Regions from separate parts of the Sus scrofa genome. Here all the other regions are linked to region 1. The links are chromatin contacts, called in public Hi-C maps. All regions are on one chromosome and are shown on one strand. Each heading gives the region's core, a stretch centred on a gene start, on an enhancer-like site or on the middle of the called end of the contact. The rest is flanking DNA. Distances are from core to core; before and after follow the strand shown. Region 1 overlaps LOC102162767 (a long non-coding RNA gene). Region 2 has its middle 57 kb from the start of TMX1. Region 3 has its middle 140 kb from the start of TMX1. Region 4 overlaps LOC106509105 (a long non-coding RNA gene).

Region 1 (2,700 bases), core at 174-2,673:
AACTGCAGATTCTGATTCAAGTCAGGGTGGCCAGATTCTCCATTTCTAATTAGCTTCCAGGTAATGCTTATGGTGCCAGCCCTCAGATCACACTTTGAAAGCCAAGGTTTAATAGTGAATCAAGATGACATTGAAGTCTGGACTTTTGAACACCAGAAGGAGTCAATTTTCATAAAGTCAAGGGTAAATATACCATGACCAAATTCACTTTCTTTTCCTGCTTCAGGGAAACATCTTTACAGCAGTGTTTTAGGCTCTAACTTGTACCGCCCCTACCTTCCCCCACACTTCCCCGAGCCAAAAATTGAGTAGGGTTCATCTTTTTTTTCTATTTTTTTTCTATTTTCTCTCAAAAAAGGCAAAATGTAGCTTCAGAAATCCACTGAGAACTAGACGCACTTCAGAACAAGGGGAGGGACCCAGAGTTAATTACCCTAAGTCGGCAGAGCGTGTTAGGAATTCATCATGATCATGATTGCCTTATACTGAAGCCCCGCAGAGGCACCTGCAATTAATTTTGATGGCTACCAGCCACAGGGTACCTAACACCTAGTGGGTGATTAAGAATGAATTACGACTCTTTCATTTAAAAGGGCCCAGGAAAAAAATGGGGACAGATGCCAGATATGTTTACATTACTTATAGGGCTTAGCAATCATGAGCACTTCCATTTTTTTTCTGGCAATGCCTCTTTTTAATTTTGCCACATTTTAAGTGACACTTGTCCTTTGGTGCTGTAGCCATACTGTCCTAATGCTGCTTTTGCAAATAATAGGAATTCCTTTCTTTCTAAGATCCAGAAATCTTTGGGTATCATTCTTTCTTAGGAGAAAAGAAAGTGGTAATGAGCTCCACTATTTGATGCTAGGCATGCATTTTTTTAGTAAAAGATTATTTCATAGTAATACCTCATTAACATCCTGTGTATTCCAAGATGAATATTACATAACACTGTTTACAAAGCCCGGGCTGGGACACAGTTTTGTTCAATTACCAAAGACCTGATATATTTTTTCAGGGTCACACCAAGAGCAATCCAATCTCAAAATCTTTGGGAAATATGCCCACACTCCAAAATGCTTCCAGATGTGCCTTTCTGGGGTCAAAGAAACTCTCCTTATAGTTGGTGTTTCCTTGGCACAGTCCCAAGATTATTACATCATATTTAATGATGAAGGTAAAGCTGAGCATCACAATGATTAAAAACAAATCATATTTGAGTAGGACACCATAAGAAAGTTCTCAGAGGGTAGGAAAAAAATGGTTTACTTAAATTGCTCCATACTAATGTGCACTGTGGGGCTCTTAATGTTCATCGCCAGAAGATGCATTTGGTTAGGGCACACCAGGCTAGGATATGAATCATGGAATGCCACTCCAGGACTATTACAGGATGTGCATACGATATAAACCAGAAAGGGCTGCCTGTTAACCTCCGTGACTCATTCATTATAGCCTGTGGCTTCAAGGAAGAGTTAGGAATCAGGATGACATCAGGCGCAAGCTGAGCAAACTTGCAGCCAAGAGGAACAGAAACATCAACTTCCCAGCAGAGACCATGATGCAGAGACCCATATATTACCTTGGATCTCAGAATTATGTAACCTGTCAGTGGTGGGTGCTCTGGGGGTAGAGGGTTTTGTGCTTTTCTTTCTTTCTTTTCTTTTTTTCACCCCTTGGTATAAATATTTAAACTTCTCCATAACACGAGAGTTACAACTTACTTTCCTAGAATGAAATTCTCAAACTAATTGACAGCCAAACACTCTGTGGAATTTCTGCATGCCCACGGCTTTTTCCATTACAGAACACCCAAAGTTTTTATCTCCCTCAATTTTCACTATGTTACTGCTGTCAAGCCCTCTCAGAATCGAGGGACTCTGGTTCTTAGTTAACAAGGAAGGCACTAAGAGCATATTAGGAAGATTCCTCTATTATCTGAACTGTTCATTTGAAATCTAACAGGTAGTGTTATAAAAATTTTTGCTAGCATTGGCTTTTAAACGCTCTTACTTGGGTTTCTCAAAATCTGTTCCCTACAGAGATACTATCTCCATTCATCTTTATAACTAAGATCTTTAATAGCATCAGAAGTATGCAAGACTGAAACCCAGCCTGAGACGGATATTGTCAAGCAGTGTACTTATTATGGATATGAGCTGTTGATATTGGTTCAACTATAGTGACAATGACATACAGTGGACAATTTTTTTTTGGTTGCCCAACCTTTTTTCCCCTCCACCTCATCTTCCTAGAGTAATAATACCCCAGTTTAACTGGAGGGTGAATTATCTCCACCCTATTGGGTACAGTCTGTTCGGGCTCTTAAACTAGAGTCAGGAATGTGACAGTTCTGAGTGAACTTCAGGAGTTTCACAGGGACTATAAGAAAAGCAGTTTTCTCTTTCCTGGTGAATATGATTTTGGAAAGACCTTTCCAATGGATACTGGGAGGGGGGCTGACACAGTAGAAAGCATAGAAATCCAGCATTATGAACTGGTAAGAACCCTGCCGTGAGCCATGTTTGAAAACAGACCTATTCCTGGATTTTTACTTTTGGAGCCAATAATTCACTCTTTAGCTTAAGATACTTTGGATCAAGAATTCTATGATTTGTTACAGAAATCCAGAATTATCAGATTTTTTGACCAAGTGTTAAAAATTGTTCAATGCTACTTAATAGTGAAATTTAATAAGCT
Region 2 (2,700 bases), core at 124-2,623, 240 kb after region 1:
TTCCCTAACCACAGGCTCCACGGTCATGCAAGCCTCTCCTTGCTTTGACGTCTCTTTCATTCAGGAAGAATTGGCATTTTCTCCTGTCACTCAGCTGGGCTTGTGATGGCAACCCTATCGTGGAGCTTAGTAGAACTTGCTTCTACTTTAGGGATGGCTCTTCCTCTCTTAGCTTCTAGAAAGCACTCTGTTGTTGCTTTGCAAAACATATGAATTTGTGTTCATTCCCCCAACCATGTATATCTGCTCCACCAATATCAAAGCCCTGTTGCTCTGTTTCCACACCATTTTGCACACAATAAATTTTTCATTTCAGTGCCAAGTAATAGTGTAATCTTTCTGAGGGTCTTTCAAATAGGAACTCACCCCAACAGCTGCACTAAATTCAGTGCATTTAATTCAACCGAAGTGATGGCAATATGAACAACTATGTCCAGGTTTGAAGCACTATTTACAATGGCATCTCTGCTGAGCATAGCTGACACTCCCAAGTAAACCCCAGAGATGCTGGAACGTAGAAAATGTGCATTCCAGAATCAATGAAATATGGTGCCCATTTCCTACCACAGTCCCCCCATTTTAACGTCCCTAGTAGACTAGGAGTCATAACTAAGAGGAAAATAATCCCAGCTAAGATGAAGGTAGTGGTTAAAAAAATTAATATAGTCTTTTCACTGTTCTGACTCATTGCACTCTTCTGATTCATTTCCATTGTTCTGTCTTGAAGTGAGGGACTCAAAGCTACCTTTCTTCCCTCATCACCTACACTATGCCTGGTCAATTTGTAATGATCGTAATAACAGTATCTCACTACATCTCTTGTTCCTACCTCAATTTGTCTCTTTTTCCCCCCCTCTAATAACCTGGAAGTGAGAGTACCTGACTCCTATGTCATCCATCAGTGCTGGTACCATGACTTCTAGTTTATAAAAAAATTCCTTCCTCTTATTTTTATTATGCTTCTCCATAAAAATGTCATTAAGTAATAGACACAGGAAGAGACTATGATTTTCCAAATGATGAAAGTAGGGTACAAAACACAAAAGCATGGAGTGCTGGTGGGGGAACCTGCCCTCAGGCTTCCACATTAGTTCTTGTGTCCTCTGATGTCAGGATTCCTGTAAGAGGAAACTCCAGACTCCAGAAATAGAAGAAGCTGTTAATGAGATCCTGGAAAATGTCTCTCATGTTCAGGGTGAAAAGGATTTATTGTGGATTCCTTAGAAGTTAGAAGTCTACTTTTTACTTTTACCTGTTCAATTTAGTAAATACTCATTAAAAGACTATGCAAAAATCACATCGGGCAGGATGCTGTTGGAGCTTCAAGGATGAAAGTCATGGTCCTGCCCTCCAGTGACTCATAATTGAGAGCTGTTCTCAATTTGGAGATGGGGAGAGAGGCAGGGAGGGGACACTGACCCTTTTGTGAATCAGATGACATTTACAGGCTCCGGAAAACTTTCCATGCACACACATGGTTTTACAAATAATTTCTTGGGGTTTACAGAGCTCCTGGGCATTGGAGAAGTCACTCGTGTGTATGACTAACATCTAGCCACAAAACCCACATAGATGAACTTTTTCTCACGGTTACCCCTATCCAAATACAAAGACACCAAGCCAGGCAAACAGTTTCAGAAGAAAGCAAGAGCCTGCCGTTTTTGCCCAGGTTTTCTTGATTAACAGCTGCTCCAGAAATGCCTTATTCATCTCCCTCAGACTTGGTGTTTTGAGGCCTTCTTTCCTGGCAGGGATTGCCTGTATTCTCCAGAATGTGGAGACAGCCAGAGCCACAGGGAAGCTGAGACTCTCCTCAGTGGACTTGCCCACAACACCTCCTACCCCCAGGCACCCCCACTCCTTTCCAGCCCCTGGGAGACCTGCTGAAGCCTCTTTTTACCATACGACCCGAGCAGAAAGGAGGGCTCCTCTTGAAGAGGCTGGGGAACCCCACCCTGTAGGGAAATCTCTGGCCAGGGCTATGGCTGCAAGAGGTTTCTGGCCTTTGCTGAGTTGGCTTGTGTTTGGGGATTTTCCAGTCATTTACTGCTCTGGAAAAGCAACCAGATTGTTCATTTTAAGTCCGGATGTTGAAGTGTCACTGAATCGCTGGGGACTGACGTCTGGGATCAGAGCCTTGTCTTGACAGGAGCCAGAGCCTCCGTATCACTTAAGGACACAGACACTCCGGCTTCTTCCCCACATTTACTTGTGAATATAAATATGAGATTTCTATTATGTTCTCCACACCCTCTCTTAAGAAAGGGGACAGATTTCCTGTCCTGGCTTTTCATCCTGACCTTCAGGGTTAGAGCCACAAAGTGTCAGTCAAAACCCTGACACTATAATCATTTTCTAATGCTTATCATCCTTCTACTCTGGATGCTGGTGCCTCAAGGGAAACCACAGAGGAAGTTTCATTCGGAATATTACTGGTACTACTAGTACTAATAGTAACAAGACACAGCACTTTTTGGTTTAAAAGGGGCTTTCACCTTTACTGTTATTTTAGCAATATCCCTCTAAGATAATGTATCAGTAGGGATCGCAGCAGGAATCAAGGGCACATTTAAGGAATTGAAGTGAAAATTATTTAAAGAAGGAACTATTTACAGAAATATGTCATAGTCCGATTAGGAAAATAGAAACTATGCCAATTATTTTAATAACAAGAATTTGCTTAAAAGAATCAGAGGTCTT
Region 3 (2,700 bases), core at 133-2,632, 160 kb after region 1:
ATGGAGTCCTCTATAGCCTTTGGCACCATTAATAGCTTTTGAATTATTGCTGTATTCTATGCATTGTTCTTTCTGCTTTTAAGCATTATCCCACTTAATCCTCACAACAACCCTATAAGCAAATACTTTTATAGCCCAATTTCCGTACATGGGGAAATAGAGGCTCACAGCTGTTAAGTTGCCAAAATAACACTGCTGGTTATGTTATGGAAGCTAAATTTGAACTCGGCCAGTCCAACTTGAAGACCCATGCTCCTGTCCACCAAAGCAAAGTCATCATCTCCATGATGCTGTGCTGCTTGGAGTGACCGCCTCTTACATCTCTTCTTATGTGTCCTTTGCTACCTTCTCACCCTTTCTCTCCTTTTTCCCAAGTGATGAATAAGCCCAGGACCTATTCCCCCTCTGCCCAGAAACCTAAAGATCATTTCATGACAATGAGGACTCAGCCTGTATCTGGGCGAGTTCATATAAAATACTTGCCCCATGTTTAATAAATGGTATTGTTATTGTTTTATTATATGAGAACAGTGCTGTACATGAGAATATACTCCAATACATTTTTTATTTGATTTTCAAACTCTGCATGCTCAAGACCAAGTTAATTACATTTTTCTCCAAGGACTTTTTGCCTCTCTGTTCTTTCATGGTTCTGTCATCCTCCCCCTCCCGTGTTCAAAATCTGAGTCATCTTTAACTCCTCCTTCTTCATTAGTCTCCACATTTGATCTGTTGCCTGGTCCTGTAGGATCCACTCCCACCAATATTTTGAGCTTTTTCCCTCATTTCCATTTTCCCTGCAGCTAAAGCACACTCCAAGAATACCATCCTCCTCAATCGAAAACCTTCAATGACTCCCTACTACCCACAAAATTACATGCAACTTCCTGAATCAAACATGAAGATTTCTTTACAATGTCTTCACCTGATCTTTCAACATTCACTTAAATTAATTCGCTATATCTGTCCAACCTCATTCATGCTATACAGAATTTATGTCTCATTTTTAAGCAAAGGGGAATGCTGCAGGGCTTCAAACAGATTGAGTCACACACATTTTGTCTTACAATTGTCAGACTCTCCTTAATGTGACTTTAGAGTAATTTGGCTCCAAAAGTCCTTATAACATCTTGCAGATATCAGCTAAGATTACTTCATCTTTTTAAAAAAGTAAATTATTCTCCACAGTGACACTTGCAAAATAATCCCCACAGTAACACAGAAAGCTGCTCCTTCCATTCCATGTAGCAGTAGAAAATGAAAAGAGAAAGGTACAGATTACTGTTGGGTTGCTAAAACTGTGAAAATCCCTTTAAATGTTCTTCCTTGTCCTAATAAAAAAGTGTGGTTCCCAAATAAGAATCAGTGTGAGTCAGAGGGATTGTAGTCATGACATCCGGTGCTATAAACAGGGTTACCCTAAATGATGAAAGCAGCCTACGGATAGTGAGACAGGTAGCAAATTTTTTCCTAGATTTTGATTTGTTTAAGAACTCACATGAATCATCTTGAAACTTAATTTAGCAAAATTATTTAAATTCTACATTTTTAAAGAAGTAAAAATTATCTTATTCTCTATGGTAAGCCTGATATTTGGCCAGGCAATCAAGGCACTGAAGTGCCCCCTAGTGGCAGCCTATCATTATTGTATGTTCATACTTCCCTTGTGGCACCTCCAACTTCAACCTTTCCTGAGACCTACAGACACCTCTGCCTACACAGTGCTACTTCAGGGGCCATTAGTCCTTATCCTCTGCCCGTCTTTCAGAAATCCCCAACCACCTAGCCAATGCTTGATAGTCGTCTGGTAGTCCTTTATACCTTTTGGAATAAAGCACTGGGTGAGACAGAAGCTATGTGTCATGTGCACTTTGATGTCAACAGGCTGCTCCATGGTGTAAATAAGCTTGTCACTCTTTGCTGAGAAGGGTTTTGACAGCAGAGACATATGCCAGAGGCTTCAGAAGAGAAGGGGTTATTCCTGGCAAAAGGAAGGGCACAAAACAAAGGCGCTAAACAGGCCATTGGTCAATTTCGTCCATCTCAATGTTTTCTTTTTTTAAAACCCTAGTCAGCTCTGGGAAGTAGCTTTGGTGGAAGCAAAGACCTTTTGGTGAAAAGGAGCCTTAGCATGAACAGAGGCACTTGGACAGGTGGGGGTTGGGGGAGGGGTATGATCATCCCTCCTGAGTGCCTCTACCCTTCCCTGCCAGCATTAGGAAATTACTCTGATAAGTCCTGAGAAATGTGTTTAACCTAGTTCTCAGCACACGTCACTAACACTTTCTGCTTATTTGCCCCAGGCTCAGAAGAGCTACATGACCTGCTTACAGTTTAACACATGCCGGTGGCTAAGTGATTTTTTTTCTCATTTCTTTAGGGAAAAAAAAAAATAATGGTAAAAATCAGATCCTAGGAATCCAATCTAATGTTAATACTAGGAAAACCTTTATTACAGTCATCAGCTGGTTTGGGAGATCAATGAGGAAGGCTTCTTTTCTAAGAAAAGAAGGAGGATTGGGCCAGGAATGCCAAGCCTCAGAATTTCATCCTTCCACATCCCTGATTCCAGCACTGACTCAGCTATGCACATATCCAAATCCCCAAAGATGCTTGTACTTAATACTGGCTGATTCCAGGAGAGAAAAAGAAAATGTAGCCAATGACTACATTCTTATCTTTTCCTAGATCAAGATGAGT
Region 4 (2,700 bases), core at 32-2,531, 200 kb before region 1:
GATGTGGGTTTGATCCCTGGCCTTGCTCAGTGGTTAAGGATCTGGCATTGCTGTGGCTGTGGTGTAGGTCAGTGACTGCAGCTCCCATTTGACCCCTAGCCTGGGAACTTCCATATGCTGTGGGTGGGGCTCTAAAATGCCAAAAAAAAAAAAAAAAAAAAAAAAAAAAAATCAGAGTCCAAATAGTGTGATAGTTGTTGGCTCCTATGACTTTCCACAGCCTCCCGAAAGACTAAGAACTTGAAGGGAGGAGTCAGAGGCCTTATTTTTATTTATTTTGACTTCCTAGCATTCAGCTCAAAGCCTTCCTTACAGAGAGCTCTCAGACAAGTGTGCAAACACCTGAAGAGTCAACCCTGAACCAACTCAGGTCCTGCCTCTCAGGCAGAGCTTCCCTTCCACTGACTCTGGGTTGAACTTTCCCCTCTCTGAATTTGCTACCTTCTTTACAATAACTCAGCTTTTTTTTTTTTTTTTTTTTTTTGCAGTCACTGATTTGAGCTCTGTATTTCAGTTCTGGAAATGCAAACACACACTCTTATTCATCATTCAAGTCTGATAATCTCTTTCTGTTGTTACAAATGCCTAAGAATTAAAAAGGAGAGGGAGAGGGTGGTATATTACTGGAGAGACTTCTTTAAATTACCTGTTTTCATGACCACCTGCATCCTGGGAGAGGCTGAGCTTCAGCAAGTTGACAGGTTCCATGTCCTGGTGCTAAATGAGCCTCCCTTTACCAGGTGGGCAGAGGGAGGACTGCTGCCACGGTGAGGCCGGCTCACGGGCTCACTCACTCCTCTGTGGGTTCAGGTGCGCCAGCCGGGTGAGAGGCAGAGTGGACCTGGGCTGATGAGGAAAAGGCAGCGGCATTAGGGAGACTGTGGGTACACCTGTGACCTGTTTTTAGTTTGCGAATTCTGGCCACATCTCCAGCCTTAAAAAAACAAAACAAAAAACAAAACTCCTTGTCCTGCTCTCTTCCCTCAGATGAGATGCAGAAATGTAGCTAAAATGCAACCTAGAGATGTTTGGGGAGGGGCATTGACAGGATGAGTCAACAATGGAGGTCAAACAAGGAATTTGGAAAATCCATAACATACGAATATCTTCCTCCTCAAATCATCCTAGTTTTGGCAATAGAGCCTTTGGTTGCTGAGGTGGAGTTTGTTACAACATTTCCTGGCATCCCAAATAGCCAAAGGTTCTGGGTCCTTTGTACTAAACCACTCACTCTGACCACCAGGGGTCAGGCTGCAGCCAAGAACAGGAGGCGGACGCTCCGGAGCCCAGCTCTGTTTTCTGCCCCCAGGCCCTGCCTTGCTGACGAGACCTCACTCCAGACCCGAGCGCCTCCAGCAGTGGCTTGTGGGATTCCTTTCTCATTTGTAATAGAAGCTGCTTGGAGTTGAGTTAATTCCCTTTGTGAATCATATACTTCCTTCATTTTCATTTGTTAAGTTTAAGAACCACTCACATAAGAATCGTGTTTGGGGGGTGGGGAGCTTATTAAAAAGCAGATTCTGGGCACTGCTTATGGAGGCTGATTCTGGGGTGGAGGGGTTGGGCCCAAAGAATCTGCGTGTTATGCACACTCTGACTGGTTCTGAAGCAGTTGCTGCAGAACCACACTTTGGTAGAAGGCTTCAAGTTCCAATCCAAGCAGCCCCTGAGTGGAGCCTTCAGCTTTGTGCATGCCCAGGACTCCATGAGGACTAGGCCCATGTGTCCTGCCACCCCAGGACTCTAGGCCATCAGAGGCGTGGTCTCTGGCACATTAATCAACACCAAAGTGGGATGGGGGAGGCAGGAGAGGAAGAGAAATTCATACAGCTCAGTGCCCAATGAAGACCACTGGCAGCCCGCCCTGACCTCTACTGACATCCTTTATGCTTTACATTCCTCCTGACTGTTCCTGGGCACTGGTTTCCTTATTTGATTCCCTTTGATGTGCCTCTCTCCTCCTCATTGCTCAGAAAGAGTGTCCTGGGTTTGGAGATAGCTAAGCTACAGAGCTCAGGATAGTGTTTGCTGTCCTGCATTGGTGCTAAGACATGGTTTCCAACATGCGTACTTGATACACTAAGAAAGAGTTTTCAGGTAGGAATGGGAGCGAAACACACCCTCAAACATGCGCATTCACTGTAAGATGCAACCTAGGTCCAGAACAATAAAACATGCGTTTTATTTTTTGTATTTTTAGGGCCGCGCCCATGGCATATGGAGGTTCCCAGGCTAGGATAGCGGTCAAATCAGAGCTGTAGCCGCTGGCCTAGACCACAGCTCACAGCAATGCCGGATCCTTAACCCAATGAGTGAGGCCAGGGATTGAACATGCGTCCTCATGGATACTACTCAGGTTTGTTTCTGCTGAGTCAGGACGGGAACTCCAAGAAAACGTGCATTTTAGAATGGAGAGAAGCATCTCTCTTGTTCGCATAATCCAATGCTGCTTCATTCATTCAACTCAAATTCACAGGGTGCCTGTGGGGCCAAGAACCTGTTTCAGGTGCTGTGGGTGGAGGGTTAGGCAGTGCTGCTATTAATGGTATAGGAGGCAGGTAATAAAATACTAATAAATGAATTAGAAAACCAGAGTTGGAGACTGTGACATTTGCTCTCGGAGAACTAGAGACGGTTACATGGTAGAGACGTGATGGAAGAGCCCGATGTTGAACAGGGTGTTCAGGGACCATTTCTGAG

The links. A called contact is a pair of places that touch in the nucleus more often than the background predicts.
Region 2: a Hi-C map of embryonic fibroblasts shows a contact between it and region 1, with 2.6 times the contacts expected there. The contact joins two enhancer-like sites. A contact is called at or near these places in 2 of 47 Hi-C or Micro-C datasets (embryonic fibroblasts and fibroblasts).
Region 3: a contact with region 1 is called in a Hi-C map of embryonic fibroblasts, with 2.4 times the contacts expected there. The contact joins two enhancer-like sites. A contact is called at or near these places in 4 of 47 Hi-C or Micro-C datasets (embryonic fibroblasts and fibroblasts).
Region 4: a Hi-C map of embryonic fibroblasts shows a contact between it and region 1, with 2.4 times the contacts expected there. The contact joins two enhancer-like sites. A contact is called at or near these places in 2 of 47 Hi-C or Micro-C datasets (embryonic fibroblasts and epiblast stem cells).

The regions. Positions count from the first base shown.
Region 1 is chr1:181,224,999-181,227,698 of Sscrofa11.1, reverse strand. The region is part of intron 4 of LOC102162767 (a long non-coding RNA gene); the gene reads right to left. Among named protein-coding and RNA genes, the nearest start is that of FRMD6, 110 kb to the left of the region's middle. Within about 2 kb of position 1,423, at least 9 of the 83 cell types and tissues checked have an H3K27ac peak or open chromatin away from gene starts, as enhancers often do. A contact at or near this core is called in embryonic fibroblasts, where this site is marked.
Region 2 is chr1:180,989,509-180,992,208 of Sscrofa11.1, reverse strand. No RefSeq gene overlaps it. Among named protein-coding and RNA genes, the nearest start is that of TMX1, 57 kb to the right of the region's middle. Within about 2 kb of position 1,373, at least 22 of the 83 cell types and tissues checked have an H3K27ac peak or open chromatin away from gene starts, as enhancers often do. A contact at or near this core is called in embryonic fibroblasts, where this site is marked.
Region 3 is chr1:181,069,268-181,071,967 of Sscrofa11.1, reverse strand. No RefSeq gene overlaps it. Among named protein-coding and RNA genes, the nearest start is that of TMX1, 140 kb to the right of the region's middle. Within about 2 kb of position 1,382, at least 15 of the 83 cell types and tissues checked have an H3K27ac peak or open chromatin away from gene starts, as enhancers often do. A contact at or near this core is called in embryonic fibroblasts, where this site is marked.
Region 4 is chr1:181,427,227-181,429,926 of Sscrofa11.1, reverse strand. The region is part of intron 1 of LOC106509105 (a long non-coding RNA gene); the gene reads left to right. Among named protein-coding and RNA genes, the nearest start is that of GNG2, 57 kb to the left of the region's middle. Within about 2 kb of position 1,281, at least 18 of the 83 cell types and tissues checked have an H3K27ac peak or open chromatin away from gene starts, as enhancers often do. A contact at or near this core is called in embryonic fibroblasts, where this site is marked.